Regions from separate parts of the Mus musculus genome. Here all the other regions are linked to region 1. The links are chromatin contacts, called in public HiChIP or PLAC-seq and promoter capture Hi-C maps. All regions are on one chromosome and are shown on one strand. The core of a region is the stretch at or near the end of the contact, and the rest is flanking DNA. Distances in the headings are between cores, read along the strand shown. Region 1 holds the start of Zfp651 (zinc finger protein 651). Region 2 holds the start of Mobp (myelin-associated oligodendrocytic basic protein). Region 3 holds the start of Exosc7 (exosome component 7). Region 4 holds the start of Entpd3 (ectonucleoside triphosphate diphosphohydrolase 3). Region 5 holds the start of 5830454E08Rik (RIKEN cDNA 5830454E08 gene).

Region 1 (4,173 bases), core at 792-3,291:
TAAAGGGATGGGGGCTTCCGCAAGAAGTACCACGGCCCAAGGTTGTGGAGGACTAGGGTCTCTGGGAGCCTTTTGGAAGTTAACAGGGAGGCTCTCCTGTAAGGCCCTGGACTTGGTGTGGGAAAGGGAACCTGCTGGTTTGCATTAGGCTCCCACCCTTGTGCAGCTGTGGCCCATTAGTGCTGGACTCAGCAGCCAAAACTGAGGGAGATGGAGGCCACGTACTGTACACCCTCCCCTTCCAGCCTGCACCACCCACTTTTTGGACTGCCTAACTTGCATTTCTGTTACCTGGTGAGCGTAGTTTCCCCAGCCAAGTGCAGGAACCCCAAGCAGTCTGGGGTTGTCTCCTTGTTCTCCAAAGTGAAGTTTGGCCTGGAGTCACTCAGCTTTAGGGGTCTAAAGCACCCACCTCTATCATGGTAATGAGTGCTCTGGCCCCTAAACCAACCAACAGAACTTGAGGTTGTGGCCTAGAATCCTTCCTCTGCTCCCATCTTGTCCCTCCAGTTGGCTGTACCCCATGTCCAGACCACTCAGTTCTGCAGCCATGAACACAACGGGGCTTCTGGCTTTTGCAGCTGTTGCCAGTGACAAGCCCAGTGTGCCCTCTTGCCCTCAGTCGGAGTTCAGAGAACCCAAATGAGACAGCAGGGGGTGGGGTAGGGGTGTCACTCCTTTACCTTAGCCAAGGCCAGTACCAGCTTCTTCCAACCTCCCAGCACAGCGTCTACATGTTTTCTCTCTCTGCGGGACTCTCCTTGTCCACCCAGTAGGTAGACAGCCCTGCCCTTCCCACCTCCCAGGTCAGTGCAGCAATCAACTGGGTCAGACGAGAAACTTGGGTTTTGGGAAGTGTAGGAGACATCATCGGTAATTGACAGGTTCACAGCTTCAGCCTAGAGCCTCAGATTCGGGAACCCAGGTAGGGGCATGCCCTGCGCATGTGAAGGAAGGGGCTCTCCTCACTGTCCCTACCTTTCTTCACCTACTCAGCTTCCTTGCTCAGGGGTAGTCAGCCCATGTCCAGTGAGAGATCCTTGCATTCTGAGGGGACAGACCTTCGACTATTTGATGACACCTGCTTGGCTCCAGAGAAAGAGCTACAGCACACCATGAGGAAGGCGCACACCCAAGGAGACTGCTATGGCTGGAGTGGAATGGCCCGGCTGGAGCAGTGTTGGGAGAGTGACTAGGCTGAACAGTGGGTAGGGGTGCGGGGCGTCCGAAGGAGAGACCACGGTGGTAGTCCGTAGTCCCGCCCTGCTGTCGCTCGGCCTGGCAGCGTTCCTTCGCAGCCTCCTGCCAGCACAGCCAGCCCCCTGCCCCCACGGAGCCGGTGCCAGAGCAGCGTTCCGCAAGCCGAGCTGCATCTTCCCAGCGCCGAGGCTGCGCGGAGGGCCCCTCGGCCGGGCCTGGGCCTCTGGCCCCCACCCGGCTGTTCCAGGTAGGTCATCTGAAAGGCTTCCGTCGTTGCGGCGGTTGCTCGGAGGTTCTGCAGCCAGAGGCCCCCAGGTAGGTTCGGGAGACTCAGAGCAAAACGCGTGGGAGGCCGGAGCAGCTACAGACCCCAGACTCACCCCCAAGTCGGAGCAGCCGGAGTCACAGGGGGCGGGAGATGAGCGCGGCTGGGGTACGGGTCCATCAGAGTCGCCTGGCTCAGGGGAGCAGGTGGGTCGGGGGGCGGCGCGCTCTGCTCAGCGACCTCACGCCTACCCTGGCCCCGCCCATGCAGAGCAGCGGGAGGACACCCGGGTTAGACTCCCGGACGAACTTCCCAGCAAAGAAGGGCAGAGAGGGACTTCGCGCGGGAGGGTGGGATCGAGCGGTCCAAACGCTCCCACGTCACCAGCCGGGTCGGTCCGGGGACCCCGAGGCTCTCCCGAGGGCAGCTGCATCGAGACGGCGCGCGTCCGCGCCCCCAGCCAGCACGCAGGGCGGCCTGGCCCTTTAAGCGTCCAGACGGCGGCCCCAGCTGACGCGCGGGCTCCAATCGGCGCCCCGCGCCCCCCGCCCGCCGCGCCCGAGGCTCCCGGGCCGCAGCTGCTCGGCCGGGACTTGCCGCGGCCCTGCGCCTCCGCCCGCCCGGCCGGCCGCGCCCCCGGGGCCATGGTCGCGGGGCCCTGCGCAGGGGCGGCCCCCAGCGCGGCGCTTCATGGAGCGGCCCGGGCCCGGCCCTCGGGGGCAGCGCGATCCTGCGGGGCCCTGTGAGCTCCCAGCGCCGCGGCACCATGGTACGCAGGGCCCTGCCTGTCCCCCCGCTTATCCGCCCACCTGCGAGCGCCTCCTTTCAGAGCGCACGGCCCCTTGGGACCCGGTGCAGGGTCTGGAAGACCTGGCCCCTCCCCCGGGGTCCTCGACCCTATCTGTCCGGTGTGCAGGGCCCAGAGTGCGGCGCGGCGGCGCGGCTCAGGGGTGAAATTCCTGGGGTGGGGGGTGCAAACGCGAAAGGCCGAGGTCTTGCTGCGCACGGGCGGAGGGGGGAGCTTCTCTGCGTCCGGACGGCGCCGCCCCGGGGCTGGTAATGGGGGGAAAAGGGGGAGTCGGATTCCCGCCCGGGCCTTGGGCCACGTGGGCGCTGCAGCCGCTCTGCCGGAGACTAGGATGGATCGCTCCATAGGCGGGGGGCGCCCACAGCTGGAGTGGAAACTCCTGTGTGACCTTGGGCCGGTCCCCTGCCGTCTCTGAGCCTGTTTCCCAGGCCTCTCCAAAGAAAGCATCCAGAAGTCATGAGCCTGTACCCCTGCCGCCGGGGTTTCACCAGATGGCCTTTGGGAGGCAAAAGCTTGGTGGCCTCTGCAGGTGTCCCTCTGGGGGAGGGCTGCGATGCAGCTGGTGTACCCAGGTGTTGAGAAGCCTCCTCAGCTTCAAGGAGCCGGAAGCATCTGGCCAGAGGCTACACAGCTGGTGGGCACTGATCCGGAAGGGGCCCTGCCACTGGCTGGCAGCATCTCTGGTCCATGGCTGGGGAGGCTGCAATGTGACTTTAGGGATGCCTGGGTTTCTGCCAGGCTCAAGTGGCCCTGCCCAAGCAGGAGGTCCCTGGGGAAGCTTTGTAAAGGGAAAAACGGGGACCCCAAGCCTGGAATAAGTGGTGCCATGGGGGGGCCTTTCCCTGCCACCGTCCACCCCCCAGTAGTACAGACACCAGGACCTGCAGGTGCAATGACTGGGAAGGAGGCAGGACCAGAGGGTGTGGTGACTGTGTCTGGATGCTTAGGTGGTTCTCACACCTCATGCTTCCACCCACCTCACTTCCAGGACTCTCCAACTGCCTGTCTGAAGTGTACCAGGCAGAAGGGAAGGGTGCTGGAGTGGCAGGATGGCCACAGCTCCATGAGTAAAGCCTCTCTGGGCCTCAGTTTCTCTAAGAAAGAGGAATTGGTCCCAGAAAATGAATCAGAGTGAGTCAGAGAGGGATGGGCGGGGCCCCGTGCCACGTCCCTGCTGGACGGCCCAGCAGTTCTGGGATAGATTCAAGAATGGGTGGCTGGTGGGGGTGTGAGGGGTGGAGGGAGCTTCAGGAAGGCAACGTCTGTTGGTGGAGCGGAGGGCAAAGAGTGGGCATGTCTTGGGCTGCTGGCCGAGGGCACAGGTTCGAAGCTCCTTGGGGCTCACCCGCAGCTTCTCCTTTAGCAGAATGACAAGGGAGCTCAGAGTCCATGCTCTCTGTCTGGCCCACCCACTGCTGACAGGAGAGAGGACTTAGAGGGGACAGCTTCATCCTGGGACCCCTAAGGAAGGTGGGGTTGTGTCCCCCATTGGGATGCATCGGCATTCACACACTGGAAGCTTTCGTCTCCACAGGCAGAGCCCATGGAGCATCCAAAGCCAGCCGTTGTAGGGCCGGACTGGCCAGTGTCTGCTGAGCCCCAGGCCCTATGTGAGGGATAAGACAGGCCCATCTCTACCACCCGACTAAACAGGACTGTTCTGGGAGTGGGGCAGGGCCTAAAGGCCTGGCAGTCTGATCTGTCAGTCACTAAGGTCCCTAGGGGGCTCTCCAGGAGGTGCGACCTCCAAGACAGGACCAGCCTGGAGCTTCTGCGTCTGGGCTGGGGTGCCGGAGTGTGGCAAACAGAGAAAACAGCCCGTCTTCCCCCAGGACCCTGTGTACAAAAAGCTGCTGTAGCTTGAGTGGGCCTGGCTGTCTTTAGCCTGCTGTCTTCTGTG
Region 2 (4,173 bases), core at 911-3,410, 1.6 Mb before region 1:
GAAGGGAGCCTCAGTTGAGGTATTCCCCAGATCCTTGAGTGCTACTGACATAGGAGAGCCTAGCCACTGTGGGTAGCACTATTCCCTAGATAGGTGGCCCTGGGCTCCGTATGAGAGCTAGCTGAGTATGAACCTGGGAAGAAGCAATATTTACTTCTCGATGGTCTGTTTCAAGGTTTTGCTTAAGCTCCTACCCTGACTTCCCTCGATGATGGATTGTGACCTAGGGGGTTAAGCTAAAATAAACCCTTTCCTTCCCCAAGTCCCTTTTGGTCAGAATGTCCTGTCACAGGAATCTAGAACACACCTGTAGAAAATTTCAATCCCAATCCAGAGTTTCTACCCCACCTTTGACCATTTAGTTTCTGGATAAAGCACACACGGAACTTTTATTATTTACAATAAGCCTCAGTCAACACTAGAGCTGGGCAGGTGGAGCCGGAACCCACAACCCTGAGATTGAGGCTTTTATGTTTTACCCACTGAGCCAGCCAGGCTAATTTGGATTTGTTTTGTAGATTAGCCTGGCCTCAGACTCACAAGAAACCTACTTTGCCTTTGTCTCCCAAATATTGAGATCAAAGGCCTAGATTTATTTATTTATCTATCTGTATCCGTAAAGACACATCCATTTCCATTTTTTTCTCCCTTCTTTGGGGATTAGTATCTCTGTGGACAAATATACTTACATCATCTTCCTCTTTATATAAATTACATTATCTTTTTTACATATAACTTTATTTAAATTCCCTTCCACTTACTGTATAAATGTATTTTCAAGTCACCATGTATTTACTGTGTTTTTATGACTTGACCCATGTGCCATGTGCCAGGACAAACAGTTGCCAGTTCTCCCATGGAAACCCCACATTCATAGGATTCTCATGCCAGTGTGACACCCATTTTAAAGTTAGCTCTCATGAGTTGCCATAGTTTCCCTGTGAAACCCCACATTCCAAGGAGACAGACTGGCTGCTCAGAGTAACATAAAACTCTACCCCATTTTAGCTCTCATGAACATAGCTTGTTGTTGCTGTTGTCGTCATCATCGTCGTTGTTGTTGTCGTCGTTGGATAAAAGCAAAACAATTTTGCTCCAATCCCAACTCCGGGTTCCTCACATTGATTAACAAAATATACCTTTCCTATGGCAAAATGGTTTTTTTGGCAACAAAAAAGCATTATCCTTCAATTTAAAATTATAACATAAAAATTATAACATACAAATTATAAACATACCTTCTAAATATACTCATTTCCACATCTATTTCCTGTCTAAGCCATAGGCCATAGGTTTTTAAATTGACAGATAAAATATCCATACAATGCCATCCACCCCTGCCATGATTCTCTCTCACAGCTTTGTCTACAGCAGAGCCTCTTTATGCTCTGTAGCCTCCTTAATCCTTTGGATTCAGTCTATAACCTGCATAGATATAGATCCATTGTAGCGTGACCTGTAATGTTTGATCTGGGAGTTAATACTAGTCATTAAATTTCGCGTATAAAACCCCATGTCTGCCAGTGGTCTGTTATCAAAGGAAATCAGGATCACTCAGCAAGTGGCAGCCAATGAAACTGATGTAATACTTGAGAGCATATAGTTTATGCATTGCGGAAAGATGTAAGTGTATTGCTCCATGTCTCTAGCACAGTTAGGGGATGGCCATTCTGTGGGTTGAGCAGGCATGTGGTATGGAGGGACTTGGCACAGGCGATCGGCTATGGATAGAGTGGCATGGATAGAGTGGCGGGAATGGCTTTGGAGAGGGGTGATGCTTTGCGTGGGGTGTTGATTATGTGGTGGTGGGATGCTGGAGTGAGCCTGTAGGTTGTGGTGTGGATGCAGGGTGGGTGTGTGCATGTGTGACGTGCCTTTAGCTTTTGTTCAGATGTTTCTTTTACTCTTTGTCTTGGTCTTTGTTCCCATCTTTGTTGGCCTTTGTTTTCTTTTTGTTTCACTCTTTGTTTCAACTTTCTTTAGCTTTTGTTTGGTCTTTCTTTAGCCTTTTGTTAAACTCTGTGTGGCCTTTGTGCGGGCCTTTGTGTAGCTTTTGTTGTAAAGTACATCTTGGCTGAGGACCCATCAAAAACACTTTCTGTAATGAAAACTCAGACGTAGAGCCTCTCCCTATATATTCCTCGTGTACTGAGGTCGCCCAGCTCCACCAGGGCCCGCTATCCACAGGAACCTTTCACAACAGCCATTACTCGCAGGTAAGAGGATTCCAGAGCTCTGGTTCACCCTGTACCTCACGTGGGAAGGGTACACACTCCTATGGGTCACAGGGGAAGCTATCACAATGAGAGTAGGAGGTGGGAGGACGCAGAAGAGAGAGAGAAAGAACAGTCGTTTATTCTGATCTGGGCAAAGGGACCTTTGGGAACATTCCTCCTAACGCCCCAGGTTTGTCTGCTCCAGGAAAGACCTTGGATTTTCATGTTTGGATACCTTTGTTGTTGGAGAGAGAGATCGATGGTGTTGTTGGTGTTTCCCCTAGTCCCAATTTCTTTTTCAATTGATTGGCATGACTTAAAAATGAGTTTTTGTGGGGCTTCGCTCCTCCCTGAGGATTTACATACAGTTAATGGTTAATGGGGAAGAGAGATGTTGTCTTTAGTCATGTAACCATGTAGCACTGCTAAGATGCCCGCACACCTGGCAACAGAATCTCACTCATGCTCCTGTAAGGAGCCCTAATGAAACTCACCAGATCTTAACCTCCCCCAAACCCATGGAAACAGAGGGAAGGCCAATTAGGAAGTGGGGGAATCCTAGGAGCAGGAAAAGAGAGAGAGAGGGAGAGGGAGAGGGAGAGGGAGAGGGAGAGGGAGAGGGAGAGGGAGAGGGAGAGGGAGAGGGAGAGGGAGAGGGAGAGGGAGAGGGAGAGGGAGAGGGACAGGGAGAGGGAGAGGGAGAGGGAGAGGGAGAGGGAGAGGGAGAGGGAGAGGGAGAGGGAGAGGGAGAGAAAGGCATGGAGTTACAGACAGTTGTGAGCTGCTATATGGGTGCTGGGATTTGAACAGAGCAGTCAGTGCTCTTCACCACTGAGCCATCATTGCTCCAGCCCCGAAACAAAGGCATGGATATGACTGAAATACATTATGTACTTGTGCAAAAATGTTGCAACAAAAGCCATGATTATGTACAAAGAATATATGCCAACAACAACAAAACATTTAAAAAGGAGTAAAGTTCAAAAAGAAATATAAGTGAGTTTTCCTTCTCATCTGGAAACAGCTGCTTCCCTTAAACACACAGCTGGATTTGTATCGGGGTGTGCAGCCCCGACGGCTAAGTCCTCACCTTGAGTGAAGTCACGTAAATGCCTCATCTCACACAGAAGCTTTCGGAAATCCTGGGAGTCTTCAGTCTTTGTCTGAGAGAAAAAGTAAAAGAGAAATCGTGTGTCGGGGGAATGAAGCAATGCACTTGGCTAGAACATTAGGAAAAAAGTGGAGAAAAGGTTTTGAACGCTGTGAACAAAACAGGGCCACAGCCAGGTGCGCAGATCTGCTGTTTGGGGAGTATTTAGGATGCGGGGCATTGCTGGTGATTGGATCTCAAAATTGCTCCAAATTTATTGAAAAGTTGCAAGCAATATAAAGAATTCCAACTGTACCTAGTTTATGCAAATGCTAACACGTTACCACGTTTGCCTGATCATTCTCTCTATATGTGCAAGCACATACACCCCCACACCCTCCCCAGCCGCCTGAGACTGAGCGCACACACAGTTAACATCAGAAAGCTAACACTGAGCATAGCATGCTAATCTGCTATCTAATCTAGAGGCCTCTTTCCCCCTCCTTGGTTCATCAGCACTCTCGCAGCCAGTCCAGGCTCACACACTGCTTTTGGCTGTCTTGTCTCTATAGATTCCTTTAACCTGTGAATGTGCCCAGGACAACTATTCTCCAACAATCTTGTTGGTGTGTATGTGTGTGTGTGTGTTCAGGTGTGTGCTTTATGAATGTATGCATGAGTAGACTTGTGTGTACATGTGTAGAGGTTAGCAGTCAATGTCACGTGATTTCACCTTAGTTTTTGAGACAGGGTTCCTGTTATTTGACCTAAACGTGTTTGCTGGATCTGACTGTCTCTGTCCGATGGACACAGATGCTCAGTTCCCATGCCTGGCTGTGGGTGCTGGGGAACTGAACTCGGACCCTA
Region 3 (4,173 bases), core at 822-3,321, 1.4 Mb after region 1:
TATGAGGTTTAAGGACATCTAATGCATTCAATGAATATGATGAAAATGCTCTAGCATCACATAGGAAAAATAACTAGTGATGACAGCAGTGTTCCAGCAGAGAATATAAACTCCACTGTTTATGTTTCTTGAAGTCTTCTGAACCTAATACCAGATATTACTCATAAAATCAGTCACCAAATAGATAACACTGACCCTTCTTCAGAAAGAACCTGTTGTCTGCTGTCGGGGGTAGGATATGCCCGTGTGGTGCTGGGGAGGGAACCTAGGGCCTTTGCACATGCTACTGTTCTGCCACTAACACACTTTTAAAGATATGCCCAAAGACTTTTTCCCAGGAAAATGGCTCATAGTAGTTAAACTCAAGTCAAACTTTCTTCCAGTATCTTTTCTGACTTTTCAATCTTCACCCTACCCCACCCCCACCCCACTATATATTCAAATGGTCTCTCTTTCCAGTCATCTCTAGCACGAGATACCCTACTAGCAGGAGTCCCTTGCTATTTCACCAGTTCCTCACACAGAATCTAGTTGTTCAACCAGAGATGGTGTCTAGGTGCTATATCAAGTGTGGCATCTGTTCCTCCAAAAAAGGAAGAAAGCCGTCTGGCTCCACCTTTTCCAGTTACCCTAGAGGGCAAAGTCCAACCCTACAGGAAGCCGTCTCAGGAGCACCTGTAGTAAGTATTATGTATGGACGCAGGAAATTCATATCCAGTCTATCAAGAAGAGGCTATCATTTGAGGGCTCAGCAGCTAACAGTTCAGTACCTAGGAATATAGCCAGGCACTTCCTGTTACTGTTGAAATCTCAGCGTAGTCAGTAATCCACTATGACAACTCTAATCACCATGCTCTGTGGCTATGCTCACAAGAGCCTTCCCTTCTACCCTGGAGGACTCTGGTTAGTGTTCTGTTTACTTACTTAGTTAGCACAAGAGAAAAAAAGCCTTTTTTCGACGAGTGGGGGCAGTGTCTTTGAGACAGGATCTCACTATGTGGCTCAGGCTGTCCTTGAACTCACAGTGTAGAACAGGCTGACCTCGAATTCAGAGATCCGCCTAGCTCTGTCTCCCAAACGCTGGGATTAAAGGCAAAGGGTGGCCAGCACCTTTTATTTCTTGATGATTAAGCTGAAGGGTTACTTTTGTTTAAAATAGAACACCAGGTAAGTCTCTACCAAGTCTCCCCTCATTTTCTCAGAGAGACCCTTTAAAACTTAGTTCATATCCCCTCTCTTCCTTAAAGGGCCCCTCACTATGACCCCAGCTTCACCTTGCAGGCATCCTTTCTGGATAACCTAGGTCCCATATCCTCCCAGGGTCGGTTTTCTTTCATGAAGTTATCCATCTTCCCCGGAGATCCCTTCCATCCAGGCATCCCGAAGTGCAAGACACTCTCCCTACTCTCTTTGGGACAATACTCCAGCAACCGCACGGGGCAAGGGTAACTTGCAAAGCTCTGGGCCATTATCTGATGATGGGCAGTAGGGGAGGAAAGGATGAGGGAAGACAGGACAGAGATCGATCCCTGGAATGGAAGGAGGGGTGAGAAAATTGAGAAGCTGGCGCCCCATTCCTGGTGCAGACCCTTCCCGACCAGTGACCTAATGAGGGATCCATGGTCTCTTTCCTTCAGCCATCCTAGGGACCAACTAGGAGGGGGTTGAGGAGATGGTCCCTCATGGGCAGCACGACTTCCGCCTTCCTGAAGTGTCTCACGTGCGCGCGCTCGGCTACTTCGACTCCGGCCCGAGCGCTCGGGTTGCGCGCTTCCCATCCAGTCCCGGCTGGGGCCCCGCGCCTCCCTCCTTCTGGGGCTTCCCCACTGCACTGACCGTCAATCTGGAGGCAGCTAGCAGTCCCGCGCCGCCTGCTGCTGCCCCGGGGCCCAGCCGCCAGCGTCCGCGATGGCACGGGCACCCGGCGCCACGGCTTGCCGGACTCGGCCTCACACGGGGCGGTGCGAAGGAGAAGCCCATGGAGCTCCAGGCGGTGGCGGCAGCCGCGGCTGCGGGAGCGGCCACCGCGCGGGCTGATGACGCGCAGGCGCGGTGGGGAGAGGCGCGAGCTGATGACACGCCAGCGCGCGCGGTGAGCTGAGCAGCATGGCGTCGGTGGCGCTAAGCGAGGCCGAGAAGGTCTACATCGTTCATGGAGTGCAGGTAGCGGTGGCGGCCGCGAGTGCAGGCCATATTGCGCAGGGAGGAGGTGCGGGGCGGCCACGTGGTCAGGACGGACGCCCGAGGCTTAGTGCTGCAGCGAGTGTGCGTCCTGTATGCCTAGATGTCCACAGCTCTCGGGATGGAGGAGATTCCTAGCTCATCAGGGAGCGGCGGGCGGGCAGTTCCCGAGGCTGCAGTTTAATGAAGGAATGTCCTTGTGGCCTCTGCACGACCTGAGAGTGCAGTGCCCGAGATCCTGTAATCAGAATAGCGGCACGTGAATGGACTCTGGTGACTTTGCACACAGAGGCCGTGTATCCGAGGGGGAAAAGGACTTTAAAATTCTGACAGCAAACACCACACGCCACACACCCCCTAAAAACAGGAAAGAAGGAAATGCATCGGTAATAGAGTGCGTGCTTAGCATGCTCCAGACCTTGGTGGCTGGCACCTGTAATCCCAGCAGCTGGGAAGTGGAGACAAGAGAATCAGGAGTTTAAGGCCAGACTGAGCTATAAAGACCCAATCTTAAGAGAAATCACGCTGACATATACACACACATGTCTTACAAATAGAGAAAAATAGGGAGTGTTTTTCTTTCTGGCGGTGCTGGAGGTTGAACCTCTTGGCCTTGTGCATGCTAGGCAGGCATTCTATCATGGAACCGCATTCTCAACCCTTTTGTTTTTTTGCTTTTTTTTTTTGAGGAGGAGAGCTTTATATCCAAGGCTGGTGTGTAACTCCTATCAGTCCTGCCTTGGCAGAAGGCATGCCTTTTCACCACCCGCTGAGAAGAATTTTTCAAAGCAGACTGGTAGTCTATGGTGTAATTGTTGATTTACCTGTTTTACTTGTGGGGCGCTTAGATCTTTGGGTAGCTACAATGACTACCGCGATCTGGGCTCAGTCCTGCTTTTGAACGTTCAAGAGAAGTGAAGAATGTTTCCTGGCAACCATAATCTAGTATTCTACAAGCCTTGTCCCTACAGTTGATCTTGTGATGTAGTCATCATAGTAAGGTGACCTGTTACCATTTAAACTACATAATGCAAGTGAAAGCATGTTCTTTTCTAAATCATATGACATACTGTTATTTTCTACTTCATATAGAGTAAGGAATGCCAAAATTCAGTCATTAGGTTTCATATTAAACTTGAGTAATAAAAATCCAAACCCACAACTCATTAGCTTTTTAGTTCAAGATCAGGTTTAGTAATAGTGGGGTATATGCACAGTGGGTTGTATGGGAATGTTAAAGTAGTCAATCCTAGGGGTGGGGCTTCCCTTTTAGTTTTTAATTTTTTTTTTTTTGCCAGAAGTGTGACTCTGTCATTCCATATCCCTAGTCTTCATGGTGACATATTAAGTGCTGATGAGTTTTTAATTTTTTTTTTTTTTTGCCAGAAGTGTGACTCTGTCATTCCATATCCCTAGTCTTCATGGTGACACATTAAGTGCTGATGAGTTTTTAATTTTTTTTTGTTTTTTTTGCCAGAAGTGTGACTCTGTCATTCCATATCCCTAGTCTTCATGGTGACACATTAAGTGCTGATGAGATTTAAATTCTACAGGTTCAGGAAATCTTAAATGACCTGAAGAAAAAGTGGGTTCATTGCAAAAATTGGAAATCTTCCATCCAGAGCTTTATAATACTTTCTCTCATAAGAACCATAATGATTGGTGACTCTCTGGTGAATCATCTTCTTTTCTTCACCAAACTGTATCCTTTCTCAGTGGTCTCTTGCTGTCCAGCTTCCCTTCCATCTTGGTATAGTCTGTCCCATCGTCCCCGCCCAACCCCTTCAATTTTGCTTGGCTTCTCAATCACATCATGGCCTAACAACTTTTTGGTTTCTTGAGACACGGATTTACCTCTAGCTGTCATGAAACTCACAGAGATCTACCTGCCTCTGCCTCCTGAGTGCTTGGAATAAAGGTGTGTGCCACCCTGTTGCACTAGTCTAACAACTTTTAATTAGATCAGACATCCAATTTCACTGAGAGAATTGG
Region 4 (4,173 bases), core at 768-3,267, 1.2 Mb before region 1:
ATAAGAAAGGTGAGCATGAGCCTGTGAGACATTAGTCCAGTACACATCCTTCATGGTTCCATTTTAACATCCTGCTTGAGAATCCTACCCTGACTTTCCTCACTGATGCCCTGTGACCTGGAAATATAGTCAAATAAACCCTTTCCTCCCCTAAGGTGGTTTTGGTCAGAGTGCTATCAGAGCAACAGAAAATACAACAGGACAACCTCTCACTCAAGCTTCTAGCTTTGGGCCCTCTAAGGAGCCAAGAGGCTGCACCAGAAATGGGCTCCGAAGCCCTCTGGGTCTCTGCAGTCCCTGGGCTGTCCTTCTTTGTCATCTGTCCTATTTGGCTTCCTCCAAGCTGTTTTTGTCCTGACTGTTGGCTCAGTGATGTTTAGAATGAAGGAGCATACTTTTCGGTCCCCATTAAGCCCCCTGGGAATCACCACCACAGATTGGCTTGAGAGTGTGTCTGCCCAGTTCTGTGTTCTCCAGTGTCCGCCCACGTGACTGGAACCCACCTGCCTACTCACCATACCCCATTCTAGTTGTTCTGCACGACACACCCTCTTCCCAGAGAGACTGAGGGGGAATGCACGGAGTTATGTGTGCTCTCAGAGTGGCCTGCCCTGTCCTAATTGGCCCTTGGTTCTGTTTTTCCCTCCAAAAATGTTTGATGGGGAAACTAGGAAAATAAAGTTACCTTGTAGCATGTGTGGTGACCCAAGAGTGACCCCAGTACTAGAAGACTAAGGCAGGAACAAGTGCAAAGCCAGCCTGGGCTACATAGGCAAATCTTGTCTCAAAACAACACACAAAACAGGGTACTGGGCTCCATTCTCCTTTCAGCCTTCCTGCGCTGACTCAGAGCCTCACAATTGCCTGTGACTCCAGTTCCAGAGGATCTGAAGCACTGTGGGTGTCCTCACACACACATGGTATACACACACACACACCACATCACATAATAAGTATATGTAATAATATATAACAAACAATATATAGGCTTAATAATACAACTTTTCTTTTAAAAAGGTTGTCTTGACAGATAGAAGACCGGCAGGCAAGGTGTCTTGGGGTTTCACTTCTGTGAAGAGACAATATGACCACGGCAACTCTTATGAAGGAAAACATTTAACTGAGGCTGGCTTAGAGTTCCAGAGGTTCAGTCCATTATCATCATGGTGGGAACCACGCAGCCTGTGGGCAGACGTGGAGCCAAAAGTTCTACATCTTGATCCTAAAGCAGCCGGAGACTGGATGTGTTCCGCGGTGGGTGTGATTTGAGCGTATAAGAGCTCAAAGCCCTGCCTCCACAGTGACATTCTTCCTCCAACAAGGCCACACCTCCTAATAGTGCCACTCCCTGTGGCCAAACATTCAAACACATGAATTTGTGGGAACCAAACTTACTCAAACTACCACCCAGGGGGTGCCTCTTGGGACTGGGGGCAAGGTCACATCACATCCTCTTCTGCCTTGGGTTCAGGGGACTGTGCAGGGAGTTAGAAGATAAAGATGTGGAAAGCTCTCTGACTGGGTCCTGGTGGGACACTGAGCTAACTAACCCTGTCAGCTTAAGAGCATCTGCCATCACCTAGGAAACACACTTCTGAGCAAGTCTGAGACTGGGTGTCTAGGCTGGGTTAACTGGGCCAGAAAGACCCATCTTGAACGAGGGTGGTACCAGCGCTTTAGGCTGGGATCTCTGGTACCTGAATGCAGACAGGATGTGACTGCAGTCTAAGATCCTGCCAAGATACGTTTTTAGGACAGTACCTACAACCGTGAGTCACCTTTTCTTCTTTAGGTCCCTTTTGTCAGGTACTTTGTCAGCAACGAGGGAAGTAACTAAAACAAGGCCTGAAAGGATTGGCTACCCCCCACGTGGCAATGATTCCCCCTCCATCCTCATGCCGGACAGGCTGGGGTGAAGTGAAAGAGAAGAGCCTGGGAAGGTGAAGAGGTCCTGGCCCCAGCGCTTGCGGGAGGCGGTCCCTAGCAGGCTGCGCCACCCACGCCACCTCGCTCCGCCTCCTGGACTCCCGCACCCCAGAGGCGCCTCCGCTTTTCAGCAACCCGCAGCGAAAGCAGCGCCCAGGTAAGGTCTGGCCCCGCGCGCAGGAGTGGGATGGAGCAGGCTGTGGGGGGCTGGGAGCGGGGAGGGAAGGAACCAGCACAGCTTCCCGCAGAGGGCCGCAGGCAGGAGCTGAAACCCGGGGAGCTGGGCACTGTCATCTGACAGGGACAGGACACCGCGTCACGAAGCACCCCAAGACCTGCAGATGCAGGGGACGGGCCAACTCCCAGGTCCCCACCCTGATCCCCAGGGCCTGACAGCTGTCTGCTGGTGTTCAGCTCAGGGAGCTGGAGACACCCCGCGGGTCTTTAAGGGTGACTGCATGCTGGCAGCCACCAGCACACACCGATGCCAACCGGCTTTGCTGGTGCGCTTTGAAGTATAACCCAGCCCGAGCCTTGTGAATATTACTAAGAGGGGGTTCGCTCTGCCCGGGTGCTGGTCACAGGTGCGGCCCACAGGAGAAAAAAAAAAAAGAAAGAAAGAAAGAAAGAAAGAAAGAAAGAAAGAAAGAAAGAAAGAAAGAAAGAAAGAACACATGCGCGCTCACACAAGCTTTTGGGGTTTTATTTTCAAAATTGCTCTCTAGTTAAAGTTTTAACCAATCCATTCTTCCAGCTTTACATTTGGGGAGGGGATACTGGGTTTGGAGTTCCAGCTTCCATCGGTCTCTGACGTTCTGGTTTGACCTCATTGTTTCTAAAGAGGCTTCGATTTAGATGACGTTGTGTTCAATATCAATACGTGCAAGTTTAGCCACACGCTCCTTCTGTGTTCTTACCCCTGCAGCCCGGAGAGAAGATGTTTACCGTGATGACCCGCCAGCCATGTGAACAGGCAGGTAAGTGTTGCTCACTGGATGCTAGGTTTTGTCAGACCCAGGGAGAATCCCAGCTTTGGTTCGTAGCTCTCCATCTATATCTCCTGTGAATGGCTGTTTATCGTTGTTCCAAGACTTCGCTCACCTGGGTTTCACCCTTGACATTCTTCAGATAAAAGTAATGCTTTTCCACAAAGCCACAGGAAACAAGGGCTAACACGAATGTTTGGCTTAAATGGTTTTTCCTGTTCGTATAATCCATTATTTTGGCTCTTGTGGTTTCCTTACCTAGCTATGTGTAAGGTTTGTGTTATGTGTTGTTGACGTGGGAATGAATCCTGATAGAGTTGGGTCGCCCTGAGTACTATGGTAAGCTGCACAGGAACACCTCTCCCTCTCATCTGTCTCTCTCATTTGTCTCTCATCTGTCTCTGTCTCTCTGTCTCTGTCTCTGTCTGTCTCTCTCTCTGTCTCTCTGTCTCTGTCTCTGTCTCTCTCTGTCTCTCTCTCTGTCTCTGTCTCTCTCTCTCTCTCTCTCTCTCTCTCTCTCTCTCTCTCTCTCGTGTGTGTGTGTGTGTGTGTGTGTGTGTGTGTGTGTGTGTGTGTGTGTCCTGTCTCTCCCTCCCTTCCTTCCCCCTCCCCATCTTTCCCACACACTTTCAAACCTGCCCAGCTTGGCTGCCTGACCTCCCGGCTCCTCAGTACTGCCCCCCCCTGCTGCCCCCCCCCCCCCAGCTATTCATGCAGATGTGAGAGAGATGCGGAGGTGGGAGAGGCGTCCACTCAGCTAGCCCTCACCTCCTCTCTAGGCTCCAGTAGGCACCTGCAATTAACACTGTTTGCCCAGCCCTCCCTACTCCACAGCTCTAGGCTGCATTTCTTCATGAATGAGACCTAGCCTAGTCTGTTCACTTTTTTGCTGGCTAAGTGTTTGTTGAAGGTAATCACAGCTTTTGACTTAGAAAGTGCTGAAGCTAGAGGATCCTGGAGGCCAGCCCCTGGCTGTGGTCAAGAGCCTGCTTACATTCCACACACCCCCTCCTGTGAAGAGGTTCCTTAGCTATGCCCTAAACTGCTGATTCTTGGCTTCCAACAGGGTATGACTTGAGGGCATATAGACTAATTTATACTTATATTTTTGGAAAGAGCAATTGTACTAAAGAAGATGGTTTGTATTGCATTGCACATTTCCCCCCAAAAGACATTGGAATTTAGCAGACATGGTAACATGCCACATACCAGCTAATCAGTTACATTCTTTCCGAAGGTAGATTAAATTTGGCCGATTAAC
Region 5 (4,173 bases), core at 622-3,121, 1.2 Mb before region 1:
GGGAAGGAAGTTGAAAACACGTGTCTAGGCACTTACTCTGCTATCAGGAAGGTGGTGATCCCATATTTCATAAGCCACCTGTTCATGGGCTCATATTTAGGGATTCTGAGAAAGGGATTAAAGCATACAGACTGGGATAATTCACCCCACAGAATTTAGTAGGAAAAAGAGAGTCTGGCTTCATTAAACAGCACCCTCCCCACACCCCCCAGAGCATTGCCGGCAAGAATTCTACATGGTAGAATTGTAGATAGTCCGAAAGGTGGCCTGTTGAGGCTTGTGGGAAAGTAGACAACACTCAACTGTAATCTTGACATTTCCAGCCTTGCCACCCAGGATTCCTGGTCTGCACACGGGAGTGGGGTAGAATGGGTATTGTTTTGAACTAGCAAGTGATTTGTCAGGAAGCAGCAGTTTTCTTCCCAGGGCTGGGAATTAAAGGACTGCAGGAAGTGGATTTCTGCAACAGAGCCCATATCTAGGTATACTCAGGTTGGCTGCTGGCAGGAGGGCCAAGTCCTTTTGCACTGAAATGCTGGTGGTTAAGAACTTAGCACCTGGAACTGGCTTTACTGGTATAGCCTGAGGTAAGGGGACAGGGGAGGAGGGGACTGAAATCAAGGACAACAGTGCCTGGGAGCCAGCAGTTTCAAAAGCATGGTTACTTCAGTGAGGTATTTGGTGATTGGTTTTCAGGGGTATTTATGAAGGATTTCTTAGCGTTGGGACTGCTGTGGACTTGATAACTTTCAGGAAACAAGGTCTCACTTTGCTTTTCTGGCTTCTGAGCTCCAGGGGCCTGACTGACTTTCTTCTTTCTTTCTTCCTTTCTTTCTTTCTGCCTGTCTGTCTGTCTGTCTGTCTGTCTTTTGTTTTCGAGACAGGGTTTCTCTGTATAGCCCTTGCTGTCCTGGAACTCACTTTGTAGAACAGGCTGGCCTCAACTCAGAAATCTGCCTGCCTCTGCCTCCCAAGTGCTGTGATTAAAGGCGTGCACCACCATTGTCCGCCTCCAGGGGACTTCATGCTTTAGCCTCCAGCATAGGCCATCAACCACCACACACCTTGAACATTGTCTGAGGTAGGGCTTCTGGTTCCTGTCTAGGCCTTTGTAGTGCTAGCATTACAGATAAGTACCATCGTGTCCAGTAAGAAATAAGCTTTTCCTACCTTATCATTTTTACTGCTTTACCATTTTAAAGTTTGGGGTTTTATGCAAATGAGTTTTGCCAGCATATTAGGTCTGTGCCTCATTGTGGTGTCTGAGAATGTTGGGTCCCTTAGAATAGGATTGTGAGCCACCATATGGCTGTTAGAATTGAGTCTTGGCCCTTTGCAAGAGCAACAGGTGTTATTAACTGCTGAGTCTATGAAAATACTTTTCAGGATGATTTGTGTCTTTGTGGGTATATGCTGTGAGTGCAGGGTCAGGCAGTCCAGAAGAGGCCGTTAGATTTCTGGTGCTCAGTTGAGCCACCTGGTGCTGAGAAGTGACCGGCTAAGCTAATTTTCCGGCCGTATCAGCATGAGAAACTGCACACTGATGTCCAATCTTTATTTGTGGGGGTGTGATTTTTTTTTTTTCCCCAATCAATGTTGCTATTTAAAATTGGTACCAGAGAGATCGCTCAAGCGAATTTGTATAATTTCTGCCCGGAGCGGGCAACGCTTACCACCTGCTGCCCAGATGCGCACGCACCCAAACGTCTCAAAGCGCACCTCTCAGATCTTCAGAGCAGATGCGCGGGAGTCTGCGCAAGTGCGCAGGCGCCCTGAGCCACATCAAACCCCTCCTACTCCGCTGGACCGACAAGTGGTGGGGCGGTGTTATCACCGAGATGAGGCCTCCGGAACTCCTAGAGCGGCCGGAGTGCGCTCGCGCTTCCGGGTCGGGGCTTGGCCCTGTAGATAGTTCGGGCGAGTCGGACGTTGACTTACTGCGCCCGGTGCTGGGTCAGAAGTGCAACCTTCCTTCAGCGTTCCCAGCCTGCCACGAGTGGACAATCCGATGTTGCCCCCCCCTCCGTGCCCAGGGACGCATTGGGCCCCAGGAGGCGTCCCCGGGGCGCGGAGCATCATTTCTGTCCCCTCGCCGTCAGACACTCGTGCCTTGTAAGCGCGCAGTCTGCAGAGTGGAGACCTGCGTGGGAGGCAGGAAGACTTTGGATGGGGATGTCCGAGGAGGTTGGGGTGTCACAGTGGGAGATACGGAACCCACGCACCACAGGAGGCTATATTGGGAGTGGTGAGGCTTACGTTGCAGATGCTAGTGGAAGAAAGGAGAACCATGCCAGAACATCCCGTGAGTGTCTGCAAACGAGAGTCACCTGCTGAAGTTAGGAAGTTCATTATTGAGCTGGTTCTGGTGTCCGTTGCTAGTAGGATATGCTGAAGAGGCAGAAGCAGGAATATCAGGAGTTGAGGCCAGCCTGGGTTACACCTTGTGTTGGAGTACCTTCTGCTCTTCCAGAGGAACAAAGTTTGGTTCCCAGAGTCCCTGCGGAGTATTTCACAACCTCCTATCACTCCAGGTTCTTCCAGGGATCTCTGGGAGTACCTGAGTTTGTGTGGCGGACATTGACCACATTCATCCATTAAAACAAACTAAAACGTGTTGAAGAGTTTGCTTCATTCATTGTGGTCGTATTGTCAAGAGACCAGTATTCAGTGTGCGAATTTTCTTTCACTTCCCATACACTTATTTGTGTGTGTATACAGACGTGTGTGCCACAGAGGGTGTGTGGAGGTCACATGACTACCTTCAAGCATCAACTCTTCCACCGTGTGGGTTCAAGAGATGGAACCCAGGTAGTCAGGCTATGCAGCAAGTAACTTTACTCACTGAACCTTCTGGAGGAGGGGAGGGGCTGAGAACGAGGTTTGCTGTGACCTGAGGCTTGTGAGTGCCTTCCACAGACACTTTTGAGAGTTGAGTCTTCTTTTTTGAACTCTTGTCATGCGAACACACACACCATGTTTACACCTGAGGTGGCCTCGTTACCACACGGGTGGAAAAACCTTGGACTTGTTACGCACTTGATTTAAATCAGTTTTTTGGTCACTAAACTCAGAAGATGTTTGCTGTTGCTTTTGTGACTCACATTTAGTTCTGTGACTCCATTGGGGTCAGACCCATAGTTATAAAGATGTTCTTTCTAGGAAGCCAGAACACGCAAACTCTTTGAAGAGAGCTGGCTTTCTCGAGAGACAGGGACATATGGTTTGTAAAGCACTGACTTTTCAGAGCTCAGGTGCTCTACACGGTGTTTGGTGCTGGGAACCTGAAAAGAAGCTAGGGAGGAACAAATGGGGTTGATTCCCTACACTGCAGATGGGTGGAGTCAGGGTGAATGACAGCCAACACATCCCGGTGTTGGTGGAACCGTGGTCATGGCACGTAAACAAATCAAGTTGGTGCTGACTTCCTGCCCGCCTGTTGTCATGGTAACAGAGGGTCATGTGCAGGTTTCTGGGGGGTGGGGAGGTCAGGGTGGATTTACCAACAATCTTCAGCTGTGAACACCAAGCTATAGTAATGACCAGCTTGGCAAAATATTGTCCATGGTGCAACAGTGGGCTGATGTTGCGTGGGGAAACCAACTGCTTTCTGATTGGCTTTGAGGTTCTTCCCACAGAAGGAAACACATGCCTAGTACCACATGACCCACAGGTGGGTGTTTATAGGGCCCAGGGGGTGACCCCAACCAGGGGGTCAAACTGCCCTCTAAATTATTTATCTCTATAGACAGATTAGTGCAACGCTCAGACTGCATCAGAGGTCCTTTCTGCAGGGGACAGTGGTTAATGCTGAAGTTCACAACAGGCCAAACTGCAGGGAATAAGTGTGCTCAGCCACAAATGGTCATCTCAGTCACACTCAAGATTGGGACCATCATGGAGGAGTGTGGAAAGATTGTAAGAACCAGAGATCAGGGAGGAGTCTCTCACCCTGAAGAGAGTTTTGGACACAACAGAGCCTTTGCAGTCATGATCCCACAGTAGCTGTGGTGGCCTGCATATAACCTACATGAGGTCTCAAGCTGGTCTGCATTCTAGCATGGAGGAGGGAGGGGCTCAGGAGCTCCAGACCCCTAGCTGAGGAGCCACGGACAGTTGGTGCTCTCTCAGGGAGGGAGTATCAGTTTCTTGAAGGCTGTGGCCCCTGGTAGTCAA

What was found. Promoter capture Hi-C pulls out the DNA fragments that hold promoters and counts their contacts. HiChIP or PLAC-seq counts read pairs in DNA pulled down with a chosen protein or histone mark.
Region 2: a contact with region 1 is called in a promoter capture Hi-C map of embryonic stem cells, with 4 times the contacts expected there. The contact joins the promoter of Mobp here to the promoter of Zfp651 in region 1. A contact is called at or near these places in 3 of 39 promoter capture datasets (embryonic stem cells, liver and pre-B cells).
Region 3: a FOXA1 HiChIP or PLAC-seq map of pancreatic cancer cells shows a contact between it and region 1. The contact joins the promoter of Exosc7 here to the promoter of Zfp651 in region 1. A contact is called at or near these places in 2 of 39 promoter capture datasets (liver and neutrophils), 1 of 484 Hi-C or Micro-C datasets (B cells) and 1 of 115 datasets of contacts at active chromatin or transcription factors (pancreatic cancer cells).
Region 4: a FOXA1 HiChIP or PLAC-seq map of pancreatic cancer cells shows a contact between it and region 1. The contact joins the promoter of Entpd3 here to the promoter of Zfp651 in region 1. A contact is called at or near these places in 2 of 39 promoter capture datasets (embryonic stem cells and pre-B cells) and 1 of 115 datasets of contacts at active chromatin or transcription factors (pancreatic cancer cells).
Region 5: a contact with region 1 is called in an H3K27ac HiChIP or PLAC-seq map of embryonic stem cells, with 6 times the contacts expected there. The contact joins the promoter of 5830454E08Rik here to the promoter of Zfp651 in region 1. A contact is called at or near these places in 4 of 39 promoter capture datasets (hippocampal neurons, liver, pre-B cells and 1 more), 2 of 115 datasets of contacts at active chromatin or transcription factors (astrocytes and embryonic stem cells) and 2 of 9 other capture datasets (adipose tissue and embryonic stem cells).

The regions. Positions count from the first base shown.
Region 1 is chr9:121,757,992-121,762,164 of GRCm38.p6, forward strand. It overlaps Zfp651 (zinc finger protein 651), which reads left to right and starts at 2,042. Exons shown (of 6, transcript NM_001166644.1): 1 at 2,042-2,234. The coding sequence starts at 2,232. E530011L22Rik (RIKEN cDNA E530011L22 gene) reads right to left here and starts at 1,952. Exons shown (of 1, transcript NR_033503.1): 1 at 1-1,952.
Region 2 is chr9:120,147,582-120,151,754 of GRCm38.p6, forward strand. It overlaps Mobp (myelin-associated oligodendrocytic basic protein), which reads left to right and starts at 2,161. Exons shown (of 4, transcript NM_001039365.3): 1 at 2,161-2,216.
Region 3 is chr9:123,111,160-123,115,332 of GRCm38.p6, forward strand. Exosc7 (exosome component 7) reads left to right here and starts at 2,072. Exons shown (of 8, transcript NM_001081188.1): 1 at 2,072-2,163. The coding sequence starts at 2,107. Zdhhc3 (zinc finger, DHHC domain containing 3) reads right to left here and starts at 2,035. Exons shown (of 7, transcript NM_001372538.1): 1 at 1,837-2,035.
Region 4 is chr9:120,537,801-120,541,973 of GRCm38.p6, forward strand. It overlaps Entpd3 (ectonucleoside triphosphate diphosphohydrolase 3), which reads left to right and starts at 2,018. Exons shown (of 11, transcript NM_178676.5): 1 at 2,018-2,083; 2 at 2,852-2,903. The coding sequence starts at 2,864.
Region 5 is chr9:120,575,460-120,579,632 of GRCm38.p6, forward strand. It overlaps 5830454E08Rik (RIKEN cDNA 5830454E08 gene), which reads left to right and starts at 1,872. Exons shown (of 1, transcript NR_073359.1): 1 at 1,872-2,614.